3 separate regions of the Mus musculus genome follow, and all the other regions are linked to region 1. A link is a contact called in public Hi-C and HiChIP or PLAC-seq data. All regions are on one chromosome and are shown on one strand. The core of a region is the stretch at or near the end of the contact, and the rest is flanking DNA. Distances in the headings are between cores, read along the strand shown. Region 1 has its middle 290 kb from the start of Gm31326. Region 2 overlaps Ephb1 (Eph receptor B1). Region 3 overlaps Ky (kyphoscoliosis peptidase).

Region 1 (3,714 bases), core at 505-3,004:
TCTCTTAGAATGGCTGAGAGGGGAGGGTTGGTGGTCACAGTGTTCTTGGAAAGACAGCAGCTCAACTTTGAAATGAGAGAGAAACCTGTGCTGAGAAGAGCCAGATGTCACCACAGTCAGTCCTTGCATTGTTTGATATGCTCACCCCTTCCATCCTCTCTTCCCTGGTTTCTCAGAATCTCAGGTTGTCGGGCTTAGCAGCAAGCATCCTTACCCAATGAGCCATCTCACTGGACCTCTCCCTTCTTTTCTCAACCTTTGTAAAATATACAACCACCAACGGAACACTAGTGGAGAGAAGATTGGCTTGAGAATCAAGACAGTCAATTTTCAAGTGTTCTGCTATGTTGTAGCATTGTGACTTTGAAGAGTTGATCCTACCTGGGCTTATTTCCTGTTCTGTGAAAGTAGAGACCAGGCAATTCCAGAGCCCACCTTGAGTTATAGAAGCTGCACAGACTCTCTGGAGCACAACTGTCCAATGGCCATTTATCATGTCTGTGTCCCAAGCTCACAGGAGGCACCTAAATCTGAGAATACTCACAAATAGTCCAAGAAGGGATTTCCCCCCTCCCCCCAAAGTCAGCAAACCAAATTCCCTAGCTAGATTCTGCTGAGTCCCAGCTTCCAAACCTCAAGCACAACCTTCTAGGCGATCGATTTCCACAGAAGCAGTCAAGCCGGTGAGTGAGAGCTTCTGGAAGGTACTTGAGAACTCGGCGGGGGGAGGGGGTGTTTCTAGCCAGTTCCTAGTGTATTATGGGCCCTCAGTTAATACTCATCGAAGTTTCATTGACATTTGATGAGATGGATGAACCATACAATATGTCAATAAAGTTAAGTATTACCCTAACCACATTCTTAAAGTTATTAAAAGTGTCAAGGGCAGGGTGATTTATTTCTTCATTCTATGGAAACATTGCAAAAACACTATGTCTAAAAAAACGCGCAGAGCTTAAATGATAATGATTTATCTTTCTGGTTCCCCTCAGCATTTAGTGTCAGAGACCATTTCTGATGCCATTGTCTCTTGAAGGTCTTTGGCCATTTGACACCATTTTTTTAAGAGCTTTGGGAGATTGCTGTCTGGACTAGAGGCTCAGAAGCTGATGTAAATTCAGTCCCTAGCCACCTCCTGTCTGCAGCTGATCTCTGGCAGCTGCCTAAGTGTGACCCTTTACATTTGATGCCATTGCCCTTGAGTAATGGGTACTTTAGTGTGTGTGCCTGTGGGGGTAGGGGAGCTGACCAAAGCTCAGACCCCGAGTGAAGAGATGAAAACCATAGCTTCCCCCCTCTGACATAGTATGTCTCTTGGGAGGTTATAAACACCAGTGACCGCTGTAGCTGGAATTATCTGCTCTGGGAATTTGTGGTCACTGTGAAATCATTTGGCATATTCAGGTATGCAGTGGGGATCCTGGGGTGACCAGCCTTGGGTTCCCAGGGTAGCTTGGCCACAGGACTCCAAGGGCATGAGAATCCTGAGCCTCAATGTGTGCCTTTCAACATCTAAGATGCACATGCCAGGGGCACAGAGCCTGTACAGATGCTATCTAGCAGCACGTTCAGAGAAAAACCTGGAAAACCCTATTTTACTGCCCAAATTAACAATGTGATTAAAAACCACGTGCAAAATGACAACAGCTGAAACAATAACCAACCTTTCAGCCTTGCAGCTTTAGGGAAGGCTAAACCCATAAGTCCCCCTCCACAGCTGCTCACAGGCGCCCCCTCTTTCAAGGAGCCTGCTTTCTGAAAGCTTCAACCAAAGGCTTTGTGTGAACCCTCCTGCCTACTTCAGCATCTGCCAGGACTCTCCACGGTCTGTTCCGTTCTTGGCCTCGAGGGGGCACCAGAGCTTGCACATAGCGAGGTGGCGGCTCGGCTCCTTGAGACAAAAGAGTTGGATTTTGGATGCCAATTTGTCTTAACATTGTATATAAGGTCTGTCTCAAGCTGAGGAGGCCATATACAGACCCGAATCGGGATGAGCATTTTTCTGGCTGTTCTGTTACTTAGCCAGGGGATGCTGGTGGTCTACAAAACAAACTGGGCTGCTTTTTGCGTGGCAACGTCCACCCTATCCAGGTGAGCGCCTGGGAGAAGGGGTCCTTAGAATAAGATCTTTTAAGGCAAGCGGCTTCTCCTCACTTCGCCCCTTGCCGTGTAGGAGCCGCCTTCAGCAATGAAACAAAAGGTCCCGGAGAACCGAGATAGGGAAGACCAGGAGAGGTAAGCAACAGGAAGAAAAGAAAGGATGCTCGCTAAGGGCAAAATCAAGGAGACAGAGAGAAGCTAATATATGGTGATTGTTTTAAGCATTGTTATGGGTTTTTGGAGTAAAACACAATTTGTAGGAAGCAAACTTCCCCAAATGTGAGTACTTAATAAAGAAGAAAACAGAAGGATTGATAATGGAAATTAGGCTAATGAATAAACAAGCTGCTTAAAAAATGGGCTCCTCTCGCAGTCCGTTATTTTTAACTTAGTGACAATTTGCATACTAGTTAATTTGCATATATTAAATACTGCTCCCCTTCTCCTTCCCACCTCCTCCACTTCAGAATAACATTTCATTACGGTGCTGCTGGGCCTGAGGACTCGTAGGCTCCAGAGAGTTTATTAATTTATCCAACACATGCTGTGTACATTTTTATCACTCGCTGCACAGTGGACCTGGTATCTTTGAAGTCATTAACAAGACAGGGGTGTTCTGCTCGAGGTATTCAAAAAGACAGCCGAGAAAAGCCAGCCTGCAAAGAAGGGGGAAAATAATGTACCAGCAGAACAGGGGAAGATCATGTTTGGCATCTGCCCTTTCTAGGAAGACAAAACTGAGCAACGGATGGTTCCCTCATCTGTATCGGGAAGCCTCCAGATTGCTTCTCTTGCTTATTTATTTTAATTTCTAGAAAAGGAATAGAACTGTTACCCACTGGGTCACAGGCACCTCCAAAGAACTAGCTACACATGGCGTTTCTCCTGGTATGGTCCATCTGGACACATGGCTCTTGGGGACCCTCCAGCCCTCCTGCTGACAAGACGGGCAGGGTAATGAAGACTCGGCACCTTCGTTATGTGTCTGATGTCACTGTCTGAGGCTACCTGGTTCATCCCTGGACTTGATGTCCTCCTCATTGCCCTATCCTGAGGCCCTTCCCATAACTGTTCCTTTCCTGGTGTCTTCTGCTGTAGTAAGAATCTTAAGCTCAGTTGCTTCTGCAGTCCGTCATGTTGTGACTCGCTCTCCCACGGAAACAGAAAGACAACCACAATTTGAGGGGTTCCTTCTAAAGTCACCAGCACTGGCCCACTGCACTAATCTCACTGCTATTTTCCATTGTCATCTTCTCAGGTTAGATATCTGTCCTGATTCTGCCAACTCCTATGCTTCAGTTGAAGAGAGACCCATGTAGTGCTTAGGGCTGGGAAGGGTTTTTTTTCCCAGATGCCAGTGAAAACTGAAATCAAGTTAAATAGTGTCTAATGATTCTTTCATTAAATATTCATTGAATGCCTACTATGTGCCAGCCAACCAGGAACCAGAGACACAGAACTTACATCCCAGGGGCAGAGAGAGACAACACACACGTCAATGATAAATAATTGATACTGTTTGGGACTGATAAGTGTTAAACCCAGGGGCGGAGGGGAGTGAGATGACAGAATTGTGAGTGACAAAAGGGAGGGAGCTTTTCTTTAGCCAAGGCT
Region 2 (3,531 bases), core at 763-3,262, 560 kb after region 1:
GAATTGGCACAAATTGTTTGGAGCATCTGAGGTGGTCTCTGGGTGTGGTGATGTCCTCCGGAGCAGGCAGGCAAATGTCTAAGCCATTGGCTCTGTACTCGATGGTGTTTGCTGGCTTGGCATGACCGATTCTGATTTCAGGAGCACCAGAGCAGTGGGTTGGGGAAGTTCATTGAGGACAAAGTCCAGCTTTCAAGGTTCTGGGAAGGTTGTGGCAAAGTCATAACCCCAGGGTTTCTATGTGCCCTGAGAAAGTCTTTCACTGCCTCAGACTTCACAGGACTCTTTGGGGATAACTAGCAGAGCCCACCAGGACCCTGCAGAGAAGAGCAGAATGGGAAAGCCTGGACTCACCACAGAAGGAAGGCGTCTTGCAAGAAGGTTAAGGCAATGCCTTAAATTATAGGAAGGACTTGGGAGTGGCAGGGGCCGGGGGTAGGGGGAGGAATGGGAGGCCTGAAGACGTGTCTCCCAAACAGTAATCTGTAGAAACAGAAAAAGAATGTGTATAATGGAACATCATTTGTGTGGCCCAATTAGTTAAGAGCTAATTAACACAGGCAAACCAGTGTTTTAAAGCACAGATCCCCCTTCCGAGGTGGGGGGATGGGATGGGGAAGCAGAGATGTGGCTTTTTGGGTACAAGAACAACCTTCAGGAGCTCCCACCAGGCAAATGTCCTGGCTGCCAAAAAAAAAAAAAAAAAAAAAAAAAAGGGTCAGGCTGCAGACAGTGTTGAGTGTGGTCACAGCATGACCAGGATGCTGTGGGCTAGTAGGACCCAGAAGCCAGCCTCGGACCATTCTGATTTGTCCTCACATTGCTTAGAAAATGGCTATGAAAGAAAAGCATGGCAGGTCTTCCGGCCACTCTATCGCCCACAAAGCCACTGGAGCACCTGCAGCCTTTGATCCTCCTGTGTCGTTAGCCTTCCAGACCTCCGTCCCTATGCACACGACTTTATCCAGCAGGCGTTCTCCACAGATGTGCCTGACTGATGGATGAATCTTGTCATCTTCTAATATACTTGGAGGTGGGGGTAGGGGGGAGGCTGAGTGTGGAGGTGAGAGGCAAGCAGTGGCTGCAATGGGCAGAATCCATGATCAGAAAGGAAGCTGGGGGCCTGTGCCCTCACGGGCATGAAATGTCAGCTTTGTGGAATCTCCTGAGGCTCCTTTATCCAGTACTCCTTCCGACTCAAGCAGGAAAGTTAGCAAAGACTGGTACCCCTGATGACTGCCAACCTTCCTCCACCTGCAACTTAGGAGATCAGAAAAAAAGCTCTATACTAACAGAGGGAGATACTGACTCAGTCACTGATGGGGGGCAGGCCCTTGTAAGAGCTAAGTACCACCCATCTGGCTGCTATCTCCTTGTAAGCCTGAGAGGCTGTGGTAAACAATGCTGGGGTGGGAGGGCAGATAAGCTCCCTGCTTCAATTTTTCAGATTCTCCTTCCAAAGAGATCGTTTGTCTCTCAAGATGCAGCCCCGCCTGGGACCCAGCACTCTGCCTTGTGGTGCAAGAACTATATTCCCCAAAGGCCCCTGGTTAAGAGAAAGAGCTAGGCAAGACTGGCCCAACAAGAACATATTTGCCAAACCCAGACCTCTTTTGCTAAAGGAGCTTGAACAAATTGCATCAACACTGTAGTTAGATGCTTTGAAGCAACCTTAAAAGTTTGTTTTGCCTAAATCACAGTCAAACGTTCTTCCCTTAACTCTGGAGTCAGCGGCAGAATTAACCTCCTCCGTCACATATACTTTGAATCAAAAGACACTACTCTTGGTTTGTGTGCAATGTCTCTCTACCAACAACCTCATAGAATATCTACCTCACTTGTGAACTTTCTCCCACTCAGAGCCATCCATCCCCAGCTCAGCAGTTACAAAGGCCCAATAACTGCAGGCTTTCCTCCTTCAGCCCCTGAGTTCACCTGCTATGACGGCCCCTCCCATCCTGTGGGCCACAGCAGCTCTGGCCCAGGCTGACCCCCCCACCCACGGCAGCCCCCAATACTGGCACAGTGCTAGCAGCTGCTTTCTTTCAGGAGCTGCCTCCGTGAGATGAAAGGGGCTATGTCCCTTAAACAGAAGAGAATATTTTAAACAGGGAATTAACAGCAAATTAAACTGGTTTCATTGTGCTCATTCATGCGCAAAATGAGTGTGGGAGTTAAATGGAGAAAAACCAAACAGACCATGAGTAGCGATAATCAGAGGGCAGAATCCAGTTCCCAAAAGAAAATGATCCCTCGGAGAGAGCAGAGTACTGCATGGAACACGGATCCCAGGGTGTCCAGAGCACTCCCCTCTTGCCCACCCAAAGCCAGCATCCTTGCCAGGCTGCATGGTGCAAAGGGCCAGGGCTATTACCTTCTGTAAACGGTGTTCAGGAATAGCTTATTGCATTGCCTCCGAGTGCTCAGTCAAAACCATTAAAGCAACAACCAATGAGGTCCACAGCCCTCATAGGGCTTTCCCTTCCCAGGCACAGTTTCTATACTGGGATCTCCATGAAACTGCCCAGCCCACAAACAGGCTGAAGGGCACTCATCAGTTTCCTTGGAATTCATCAGGTTCTGGGCTTAGCAGCCAGAGAACAATAGGATTAAAGCACTGAGCAACTTGTAAGAATTTCAGGAGCCTCTTTCCTTCCAACCCTACCTGCTTCGTTTACTAGCTGATGCCCATCTCTGCAGGGCAGCTAGTGCTGCAGAACACAGATGCAGCTGGATGCGAGGGGACTCTGACCCCAGGGCCTTCTGAAAAGTTGTTTGTTGCAAAAAATGGGAAGGCTCCCATGCTGATTCATTTGTGTGTGTGTGTGGATGCCCATGCGCAGCTGTGTGCACATGGACATGTATGTGGCAGTGCACCTACACATGTGTGCATGTGGAAGGCATAATCGATGTCTGGTGCTTTTCTCACATGCTTTGTATTTCTTTCTCCTTTTTTTGAGAATTTCATATGTAAATACGCTCTCATTTTCATCGTCTCCACCTCTTCCTCTCCTACTTCAACGTAACCTTCTCCCAAACTCCTCGGATTCATGACTTCTCCTTCCGTAATCATTAGAGTTACATATATCTACAACCTCCGGCATCTCTTTAGTCTTGCTGGCATGAGCATGTCTTTAGGGCTGACCACCTACGATTGGATACCAGTCAGAATGATTACCCCTGGAGAAAAGTAATCCTTCTCTCATCCCCAGCCATTGGCTGCCTGCGGTTCTTCATCGAGGGGTGGAGCCTTGTGGGATCTCCTCCATCTACGCTGGCATGCTAACCTGTGTGGTCAGTGAGTAGCTGTGGTGTAGGCAACCATAATGTTAAGACTTAACAGAAGCATCACCCCTGCCACGTCTTATAATCTTTCCACTGTCCCACCGTGTTTCCAGGACCATGGGTTCAGGAGTTGTGTTGTAATGTGTTGATTAGGGCAAGACACCCACTGTCACTTTTTGTCTGCATTTTGGCAACTGTGGATCTCCACAGCAACTTCCATATGCTACAAAAAAAGAAGTTTCGTTT
Region 3 (3,560 bases), core at 895-3,394, 840 kb after region 1:
GCACTCAGGACCACCAGCCCGGAGATGACAATACCTCCCACGTCATTCATCAGTTAAGACAATAAGACAAGCTTGTCCGCAGGCCAATCTGGTGCGGGGTATTTCTCAATCGAGATTTCTTCTTCCCAAATGACTCTAGCTTGTGGCAAGTTGACATAAAACTAGCCAGCGTAGATCAGGTTTAGTAAATCTTAACCATGACCACAGGCTGCTGTAGCTACCCGAATACCTGCCTGGCTGGTCCCAGATGGGAAGAGGAAAGCTGAGGTGGCTCTAGCACCTGGGCTTCAACTGGCCAGCACACATGCCCTGTCCAACTCCCCTAACGCCACACTATTTATCCCCCACCACCCTCTGCCCTCCTGGGCCCCGTTCCAGCTTCCTCACTGGAGAAAGAGTAGCTGGCCAGATTTGGTGGGTGTCACACTCCCATCCTCCCCTGACCCCCATAGAATCTGATTTTTCTGCTCCCAGGTGACAGTCAAGAGTGGCCTGAATGAGCTGGTGAGTGACTTGCTCCAGGAAGCCCACAGCGATCTGGAAAGGGTCAGAGCCATCTGGATCTGGATCTGCCACCATATAGGTATGCCACCATATAGGTATGCCACCATATAGGTATGCCACTAAGGGGGTAGCACCGGGGACCCTGGATGCCCCTTCCTTCAGATCCCTGCTTCTGTTGCCTCATCAGAGTGAGGAGTTAGGTCAGGGGGACGTGCCTGAAGTAACCAAGGAAGGTAAAAGCCACCCTTCTGAACTGGGCCTTCACCCAGAAGCTGACCTCCCTGGGTCCAGGATTCCTAGTAAGCCCCGCTCTACAGAGATGAGAACCCAGGACGGCCCATCACCAAGAGGGTGACCACAGACTGAGGAGGACACAGCTGTATGAACACCAGAAGGTCCTAAGACAAGTGCCAGCTAGGGCAAGTGCTCATATTCCTGTCTCCTGCTGTCCCACCTGTGTCCCCGGCCGCTGGCTTCCACCTACTCCCAGGGTTCTCCAAGCCATCTTAGAAACCTGGGCCTGAGCGGCTGCCCACTGCTCTCTGAGAGACAGTTAAGGGAATCTTGCCAGGTCCTGACAAGTCACAGGCTTCCCTTGCTGAAGCCTGCAAGTGGGGGAGATGGTGGCCAACTGAGTGGCGGGGTGGACCCTTGTTCCTTTGACATGAAGAACAGCCAGTGTCCCACCTGGATTCCCCGAGGCTCTTCTTTGTCCTCCAGGTGCAACTTAGAAAATGTAGTCACCCAAGGTCTGAACCTGAGGGCGGGTGCCTCCTTCCCTACACCACCACCAGCTTTCTTCCCCCTCTTAGACAAGGTTTCATTAGGCAGCCCTAGCTGGCCTGGAACTCACTATGTAGACTAGGCTGGTCTTGAATTCACAGAGATCTATCTGCCCACCTCTACTTTCTGAGTGCTGGGATTAAAGGTGTGCGCTATGAGGACCAGGTGGTCCTCTCCGCTTTGGCCGCGATGTCCCTTTTGCCACCTACACAAAAGGTGACCACATCTGGCTAGGTTGGGGTCCTGTTTCTGTTCATGCCACCATTTCCTCCTGAGCACAGCTGGGGGGTGAAGGCTATCCTATGGGCTCTGTGGCTTTCCCTTCCTCACTGAGCCATCCTCGTGCACCTGGGAGCCTTGCGTGCCCACAGCCGCCTCCTCTGTCCTCCAGAGTACGACGTTGAGGCTGCCCAGGAGAAGGACCGCCAGGCCTTCAAACCCACTGACATCCTGAGGACCCAGAAGACCAACTGTGATGGTTACGCCGGCCTCTTTGAAAGGATGTGCAGGTATGAAAGACAGCCTGTGATAAGCAAGAGTCCCCGGGCTGTCACCCGACTGCCTGCTTCTTTCTTCTCTTTCGTCCCTCTGTGCCTCTGCCCCCATTGCCAGGTCTGGAGCTTGAGTTTGCAAACTCTGCCGGGGAATCCAAGTGAGTCCTGAAAAGGTCAATTTCTCCCTTTTTAACACCAGCGTAATTGACTTTGGACCATCTGCCGGGCTTCGCCATGCATTAACATAATGGCAGATGAATGCACAAAGATAATTTGGTTATAAAAGGCCCCTTTTCTGCCTTCTCCCTTCACTGTGCAGCTGAAGGTTAAAAGAATGGCAGGCCTGGAAGCCAGAGGACAGTGGCCGCTGACGCCAAGGAGACTATGAAAGGCTGTCCTTTGAGGAGGGAGAGGGGCCGTGCTTGGAAAGATCCATTGGTAGGAAAGCTCAGTAGCCAGGAAGTGGTTCTCTGTGCCTTGGGGCCCCATTCTCAGAGCTATGGCACAGACACAGGCCCAAGTGGGAGAACTGGCTGAAGTAATTCTTGGTAACATCAAGACAGTCTCAAGTCCGGGGGAGCCATACGGATGGATTTCTGAGGTCACCTGGGTTCTCCTAGGGAACAAGCAGGAAGTGAGTGATTGGCTATGTCCCTGAAAAGCTGTGAGTAGGTCTCAGATACCCAGTGTCCACCTATCGGGACTGCAGGTGGCAGTTGTCAAACCACAGTAACAGATGCTCTCCAGTCGAGCAGCTGGCATGGCTTAGCGTTGTGCTGCTGGTCCCCTGTGGCCTTGTGTGCACTTGTGTGTGCCCTGTCTTGAGATGCACACAACCCATTCTCGGCCTGAGCTCCAGTGCCTCCCAACCCTGTATTACCGCTTCCAGGTATAGGCAGATACCTGGTTCTGGGTCCCTCTAGCCCTCCTGCCCAACTCCCTGCTCCAAACTTCCACTTCCCATCTCTGGGACCCTAGCCTCAGAGACAACCTGGGCAGGATCCATGCTGGCTGACCCACTGTTCTCCCTCCAGCAGTACCTTCTACTTCTCCAAGTTCCCAGTGACATCCCCAGCCCCAGAGCCAGGTGCCCCATTGTCTTTGGGCATCCCTGTCCCTGGGTTCCCAGTGTCTTTCAAAGTCCTCCAAAACTTGACCTCAGCCACCTGCTGGCTCTGCACCTCGAAGCAACACTCACACAACACTTCCGCTTCCGCTTCCCATGAGTGCACAGCCCTTCCTGGCATTTCTCTAGGCCCCACCCCAGAGCCTCCTTCCTATCCTTTGACATCTGACCTTGTCTACTAACTTGTGTGAGTTACATTAGGTTTTCATCTTGTAGCTCTTTACTCCAGGTGATGATGAGGAATCAAATCCAGGGCCTTTCCCAGGGAAAACAAACAATCTACCACTAAGCCTTAGCCCTCCCATGGTGCTCCAGACAGACTCTAGCTCTGTAGCTCAGGCTCGCTTTGAATTCACTGTGTGGCAAGGCTGGCCTAAGTGCTGGGATTATGGGTATGCAACAACTGTTCTGCTAATAATTTTTTTAACTATATTATGTTTAGTTAGTTAGTTAGTTAGTTATGCCTCTGTCTCTCTGGGGGCGGGGGAGAGGGGAGGCATATACATGTCATAGCATTCATGTGAAGGTCAGAGGTCAACTTTCAAAAGTCAACTCTGTCTTTGTAACATGAGGGAATTGAACCAGGCTTGGTGGCAAGTGCTTTTACCCACTAAGCCATCTTGTCAGCCCACTAATAACTTTTTTGAATTAAA

What was found. Hi-C and Micro-C count contacts between places; a contact is called where the count stands out from the background. HiChIP or PLAC-seq counts read pairs in DNA pulled down with a chosen protein or histone mark.
Region 2: an H3K4me3 HiChIP or PLAC-seq map of embryonic basal ganglia shows a contact between it and region 1, with 4 times the contacts expected there. The contact joins two enhancer-like sites. A contact is called at or near these places in 2 of 484 Hi-C or Micro-C datasets (nephron progenitors and uterus), 6 of 115 datasets of contacts at active chromatin or transcription factors (embryonic basal ganglia, embryonic forebrain, embryonic hindbrain and 3 more) and 1 of 9 other capture datasets (embryonic stem cells).
Region 3: a contact with region 1 is called in a Hi-C map of cerebellum, with 2.9 times the contacts expected there. The contact joins two enhancer-like sites. A contact is called at or near these places in 1 of 39 promoter capture datasets (the 3T3-L1 cell line), 7 of 484 Hi-C or Micro-C datasets (cerebellum, cerebral cortex, cortical neurons and 4 more), 6 of 115 datasets of contacts at active chromatin or transcription factors (differentiating embryonic stem cells, embryonic basal ganglia, embryonic forebrain and 3 more) and 1 of 9 other capture datasets (embryonic stem cells).

What each region holds. Positions count from the first base shown.
Region 1 is chr9:101,688,512-101,692,225 of GRCm38.p6, forward strand. No RefSeq gene overlaps it. Among named protein-coding and RNA genes, the nearest start is that of Gm31326, 290 kb to the right of the region's middle. Within about 2 kb of position 1,755, at least 37 of the 459 cell types and tissues checked have an H3K27ac peak or open chromatin away from gene starts, as enhancers often do. A contact at or near this core is called in cerebellum and embryonic basal ganglia, where this site is marked.
Region 2 is chr9:102,247,334-102,250,864 of GRCm38.p6, forward strand. The region is part of intron 1 of Ephb1 (Eph receptor B1); the gene reads right to left. Among named protein-coding and RNA genes, the nearest start is that of Gm31233, 39 kb to the left of the region's middle. Within about 2 kb of position 2,013, at least 11 of the 459 cell types and tissues checked have an H3K27ac peak or open chromatin away from gene starts, as enhancers often do. A contact at or near this core is called in embryonic basal ganglia, where this site is marked.
Region 3 is chr9:102,526,222-102,529,781 of GRCm38.p6, forward strand. Ky (kyphoscoliosis peptidase) reads left to right here. Exons shown (of 11, transcript NM_024291.3): 7 at 475-583; 8 at 1,679-1,796. Among named protein-coding and RNA genes, the nearest start is that of Ky, 22 kb to the left of the region's middle. Within about 2 kb of position 2,145, at least 26 of the 459 cell types and tissues checked have an H3K27ac peak or open chromatin away from gene starts, as enhancers often do. A contact at or near this core is called in cerebellum, where this site is marked.